2 separate regions of the Mus musculus genome follow, and region 1 is linked to region 2. A link is a contact called in public Hi-C data. All regions are on one chromosome and are shown on one strand. Each heading gives the region's core, a stretch centred on a gene start, on an enhancer-like site or on the middle of the called end of the contact. The rest is flanking DNA. Distances are from core to core; before and after follow the strand shown. Region 1 overlaps Cfap61 (cilia and flagella associated protein 61). Region 2 overlaps Cfap61 (cilia and flagella associated protein 61).

Region 1 (2,717 bases), core at 77-2,576, 210 kb before region 2:
TCAGCCCCTAGCACTTCTGCAGTTTTTCAGGCAGCCTCTTTGGCAGCTGTTTTGGATCCAGAGTCTATGTGACACAGATTTCTTCCTGTCCAGAAGTGTGTGTGTGTGTGTGTGTGTGTGTGGTCCCAAACAGGGTAGGCAGAAGGTTGAAGGGCTTGAAGATGCACTTTGCCATTGAGGCTATGCAGGGAGAGATTTCTGTCTGCTTTATACCCCGCTACCTTTCACGACCCCTTGTCCCTGGCTTCAGTGATGACTCAAAGCTGTGCTGAAAGTCTAAAAGGATGGGAACATCACAGGCACCTGACCAACTGGACTTCTCCCTTGGGAGACTTTCAAAGTGGCTGTCGGAAAGAGCGCTCTCCTTTGTCCCCTGACATCAAGTTATACATGGGACCAGTGCCAGAGGAGGAAGGCAGCATGTGTAGAAAGAGTGCCAATGCTGTCTCAAACAAAGCCAGGCTCCAGGATTCCTGGTTCCGGTGCTACTCTTGGTCCTCCTGGCTTTAGTTCCAAGTGATGTAAAGTCTCCTCGCTGGGGTGTCTGCCTGTCTGCTGGAGCTGGGCTCCTGCCACTTACAGAGCTTCTGGACTAATGGTGAGTATGACCATGAAGAACAGGGATGGATATCTCGAAATACATAACTATTAAGAAAAATAAGCAATCCTGAAATTTAAAACGTCCCTCTACAGTTAGATTGCTCCCCCACAGAATGCTGAGCTGTTATAATAAAGGCCTGGGTGAACACTTTAGTTCTAGCTCATAATTGGAAAATATCACATTGGTTCAGATATTAAATCCTTGCCAGAGGGACCCCAGCAGCCCCGGATACATACCCTCATGGAAGATCCACATGCAGATCTGTCTTGAAGGCAAAGACCAGCTATCGGATGTGTTTCAGGGTGCCCTGAAGAGGGACCAAGTTAGGGGCCTGCAACCCAAGCGGACCAAGTTAGGGGCCTGCAACCCAGGCGGCTCACCACAGGCAGTGAGTCTGTGTTAATATCTTGGAGGAGTTTGAATATTGTTCAATTATCACATGCAGAAAGCCTCCAGCTTGCAGGCACCGTTTGTCAGCTGGGCTTCTAGGGGCCGGGAACTAATCATTAAGGCTGCCAAGAGGTGGAGAAGCCTTCTCTCAGCAGCCTCCCGGCCTCCAGCATGCGGTACATTTTCCTATTTCACTTGGATCTGCTCCTAATGATTGAACTATAGATTATTAATGCGGAACACCTCTGGGATGCTAGAGTGACTGTGCAGGGCTCTATTCTGCCCTTGGAGTCTTCAGCACGTATCCTGGCCTGGCAGACGGTGTTCTGGCAGCTGTCAGAGCTGCTGGGGCCAGGAGGGTACCGTGGGCTCCAAACAGCGGCTCCTATTAGCAGCTACAGGGGCATCGTTGGTGGCATTTGGTGCTCTCGTCTCCCCAAATTACCGGATGGAGTGAATAATAAGCCACAAAATGCATCTCAGGGGTTTGCTGCAAGGGTGACAAGAAGTGTTTTTTTAAGAAGGAAAGGAAAGTGGTTTGGGCCATGCTGGGGCTTTGCCATCTGTCACTTCACAAAGTTATCCTGGGCATGTGTCAGGAAGACAGTTCGGCATCACGCAGGCAGCCTCGTGTGTGGATGAGACGATCCTGTAGCAGTGTGAACTCTGGGCTGCCGGAGCGGCAGCGCAGCAGGACGACGGCTCCCTAAGAATGACTCTGAGCTGAAAAATCTTCTGCCTGGCATCTACAGACTTCACAGCTGCTCAGGGAGGGAGCCTAAGGCTTCTTGTACAGATAAAGGGAATCAAGTTTTGAGACCAGACAGGAGAGGTCTAAAGGGGCCCTTGTGTGCTCTCTCCTTATTACACATCACCACCGACAGGGTGAACCAGGCAACCTTCAAGACCTAGAAGGGAGCAGAGGCTGTTAAATCATCAGAACCAGGGGGTACAGACAACTGCCACCATTGCTGAGTGGGGCTTTGCAGGGTTCCAAGAGCCTCGGACAGCCCAGAGCCCTCTCTGCCTGCCTGTGTGGCAGTTGTCCAAGTGTGAGGACACAAAAAGGGCCAGAGTTGATCAATTCAACTCAGCTTGGGTTCACAGCACAACACAACCACATCAGTGGAGTCTGAATGGTGTAAAAACCAGAAATCTATTCTGAAAGTTCAAAAGCAAGGTGTCCCACACTTTCCTTCCACAACTAACTTTATGGCTTGTAGGAGACTGCCTTCTAGCTGTGTCCTCCTGTGGTAAAGACCCTTACCTCCTAAAGACCCAAGACAGTCACTTCAGTTAGAGGCTCAACACGTCGGTTTGGTGTGGTGAGACACGAGTCGGTCTCTGGCATGGGGCTGTAAGTGGGGTTTCCAAGTAGAAGGAAGTAATGAACAGAGAATTAAACAGGTTAGTGGATAGAGAATGCCACAGAGATGCCGCTGGGTGTGGACGGGGTGATGTCTGTCTTGTGGGAGACTTTTCTCAGTACTAGTGTCTGAAGATGTCATATAATAAGTTGTAAATCTGCTTTAATTTTGAAAGAAGTCCGAGCTTTGAAGCTGTTTCTCCACTGTACCCAGCTTGCATTTTTTCTGATGTTTCCTTTGCCATCCTTACATTTATATCTCTGTAAATAATTTGCCTATTTTCTCCTTTTGCTTTTTCTCACTTTTCTCTCTGGTTATCAGCTCTTTGATAATGATATGCCTTGGTGTAATTTTCTTCA
Region 2 (2,809 bases), core at 119-2,618:
GAAATGCTACATGTGACCTCTTTCTGAGTGACTCCTCACCACCCCCAACCCTCGCCCACCTATTCCACTCCCTCGACTGTGTGTGTGTGTGTGTGTGTGTGTGTGAGAGAGAGAGAGAGAGAGAGAGAGAGAGAGAGAGAGGGAGGGAGGGAGAGGGAGAGGGAGAGGGAGAGAGAGGTGGGGGCTTGTTTGCTTGCTTTTCTTTTTACTCAGCCATAAGCCCTGACCTTGGGTGCCTTTCTCCCTCTGCGCTTCCCACACATCACGGACAGCTCTTAGTGAAGGGGGTCATCCCTGAACCCATCAGATGAACTCCAACTTAGAGAGCAGTCACAAATTCAGGGCTCCTTGACAGAGAGAAACTCTTCACTGTCTCTTGAGTTCACTTACTGAGTACTTGACTGGTCTGAGAGGAGAAGTGAAGAAAGGTTGTTTGGTGGGAAACAGCTCAATGAAGTCTGCCCTGATCTACAAACAAAACAATGCTCAGCACACTGAGACATTGGCACCAGGTACTGAAGTTCATGCAATGCTCACCGCGATTTTACTGTATGATTGTTGACATTTTAAAAAAAGATTTATTTATTTTGTGTATTATATATATATATATATATATATATATATACATACATATATGATCTATGTGCCAGAAGAGGGCATCAGATCCCATTATAGATGGGAGCCACCATGTGGTTGCTGGTAATTAAACTCAGGACCTCTGAAAGAGCAGCCAGTGAGTGTTCTTAACCTCTGAGCCATCTCTCCAACCCAGATTTTTGACATTTTTTTTGATGAGGAACACAGGCTCTCAGGAAGCTGAGTGACTGACTGATTGACCCAGCCATTCTATTCAGGAAGTGGGCTCACTGGTACTCTGCATCACTCATTCTCGAGAAGTTACCACCTCCACACAAATGGCAGATGCTTTAACATCCTGAGTCAGGGAAGGAAGCGGCAATAGTGTTTGGATGGTACGGAAAAAGACAGTCTTTCTCCAAGACACCTTTGTGTGCTTGAAAAACAAATGGGAGATGCTTTTGATTTTCAAGCAGTCTTTTTAGAAATGAATTTTCCTTGCATATTCTTTCCTTTCCCGGACCCCTCCCCAAATGATACTTGCTATAAAAGGCTGATTTACACAGCTGCTTTATAAAGCCATTGACACTTTAATGAAAGTCCAAAACAAACATTTTAATTTTTTCCCCAAATAACAAGTAATTGTTTGTCTTGTTTGTACTCCTGAACAAAGGCTGTGTAGCTGCACTTGTCTGGCTTCTCTATAATTTCAGGCCCAAGACTCAGCAGACGCTGATTAACCAATCCATCTACCATATGTGCAGAAAGAGACGGCCAGCCTCACTCCCGGCAGGGAAAATTGGCATCCATCTTGGTTCACATGGAGATGTCCTTCTAATCTACAGCCGTGCTGGCGCAGCGAAACTTGCATGGCCTGAAATACCTTTTGCTGGCTTCATGGCGAGCTGCATGTGCATGATAAGAATGTATTATTTATAAGACCGCTGTTAGTAATGAGCTATTACACTAATGGCTCATTGTGTTGGGGATTTGATTTCAAATGGCATGGATCACACATTCTGATGAAAATGAGAAAAACATGTTTTGCCATTAGGAACAAAGATTTAGCATCTTCCAATTCCACAACCTGTTATAGTCCCATCTCTCGGCGAAGCTTGTAACAACTTACAAAAGCCCACCATCAGAGACGGCGGCAGAGCAAGAACGGATGGCGGACATGTCTCTTCTGTTCTTTGGTTTTTCTTCAAATGACTGCCTTGAGATAGACCGTTCTGAAATATCAGTTTGCGGGATGGCCATGGGCATGTTGGTGTGCATGTCCCTTTACAGTGTGCGAAGGCATTGGCTGCTGTTATTGTTCAGCGGACAGAGTTGTTTCTTGCGGTCCAAGTCTCCTCACACTGGCAGACAAAACTCGAGGTTTTTCTCTTCTTGTCTGTCCTGTGAATCTTCATGATGACACAGAGAAGGTTTAGGTCCCTGGAAAACCATCTAGGAGCTTGTCTTGTCTTCACAAATAGGTCTAACTCTCCTATACGTGAGCGCTTTAACATTTATAACTCCACCCCCAAAGCCCTAGTCAGGCATCCCTTTCTAGTGACCATATTTCACAATGAGGGTTTTTGTCCTCGTTGTGACCGTTACTGGCTTTGAGCCCCTTCTTTTGGTGCCAAGTGCACGGCTAACCTGGCAGGCTCTCTCCCGCCTGCAGGTCAGTGGTGCTTTCTCGGACCACTGCTGCCCGTGTCCTGGATGATGCCAAAACAGACGCTTTGCCCATCTGTCTCTAGGAGCCGCCTTGGCCTCCAACCGCCCTTCCTTGAAATCTCAGCTTGAAGTAAACACCAGATGTCAAAGTACAGTTATGACAAGGATCCTGCAGCAAAGTCACAGCTCAAAACTCGTCCAAAGTAGCAGAGAGAACAAAGAAAGTCCTCACAGCCAACAATTCTTTAACAAGTCAGTGATCTTCCTCCTAACTCAAGCCATGCTCTGTAGCATTCTTCGTGAACAGCCTGAAACCATCCTGTACTGGATTGGGAAGAGGCACACTTGATGCACTCTGTCCTGCTACAGCTGGTCAGTAGTTGTGGCTGCCCTAATACATGGTATATGTTGGCAAACGCCAATTCAGTTTTGGGAAGAAATGCCCAGATGTGTAGTGCTTGCCAATGGTAAAATACTGTCATCATGGTAGTTTCAAGTTGCCAACCAATGTCATCAAATGGGAAGTAGGGAAGAAATAATGCAGTGCCAGGCTATTATATACTAT

The links. A called contact is a pair of places that touch in the nucleus more often than the background predicts.
Region 1: a contact with region 2 is called in a Hi-C map of cerebellum, with 1.5 times the contacts expected there. The contact joins two enhancer-like sites. A contact is called at or near these places in 5 of 484 Hi-C or Micro-C datasets (bone marrow-derived macrophages, cerebellum, embryonic stem cells and 2 more), 3 of 115 datasets of contacts at active chromatin or transcription factors (the HPC-7 cell line, embryonic stem cells and large pre-B cells) and 1 of 9 other capture datasets (embryonic stem cells).

The regions. Positions count from the first base shown.
Region 1 is chr2:146,182,935-146,185,651 of GRCm38.p6, reverse strand. All of the region lies in intron 25 of Cfap61 (cilia and flagella associated protein 61), which reads right to left. Among named protein-coding and RNA genes, the nearest start is that of Insm1, 38 kb to the left of the region's middle. Within about 2 kb of position 1,326, at least 6 of the 459 cell types and tissues checked have an H3K27ac peak or open chromatin away from gene starts, as enhancers often do. A contact at or near this core is called in cerebellum, where this site is marked.
Region 2 is chr2:145,970,395-145,973,203 of GRCm38.p6, reverse strand. The region is part of intron 7 of Cfap61 (cilia and flagella associated protein 61); the gene reads right to left. Among named protein-coding and RNA genes, the nearest start is that of Cfap61, 37 kb to the right of the region's middle. Within about 2 kb of position 1,368, at least 6 of the 459 cell types and tissues checked have an H3K27ac peak or open chromatin away from gene starts, as enhancers often do. A contact at or near this core is called in cerebellum, where this site is marked.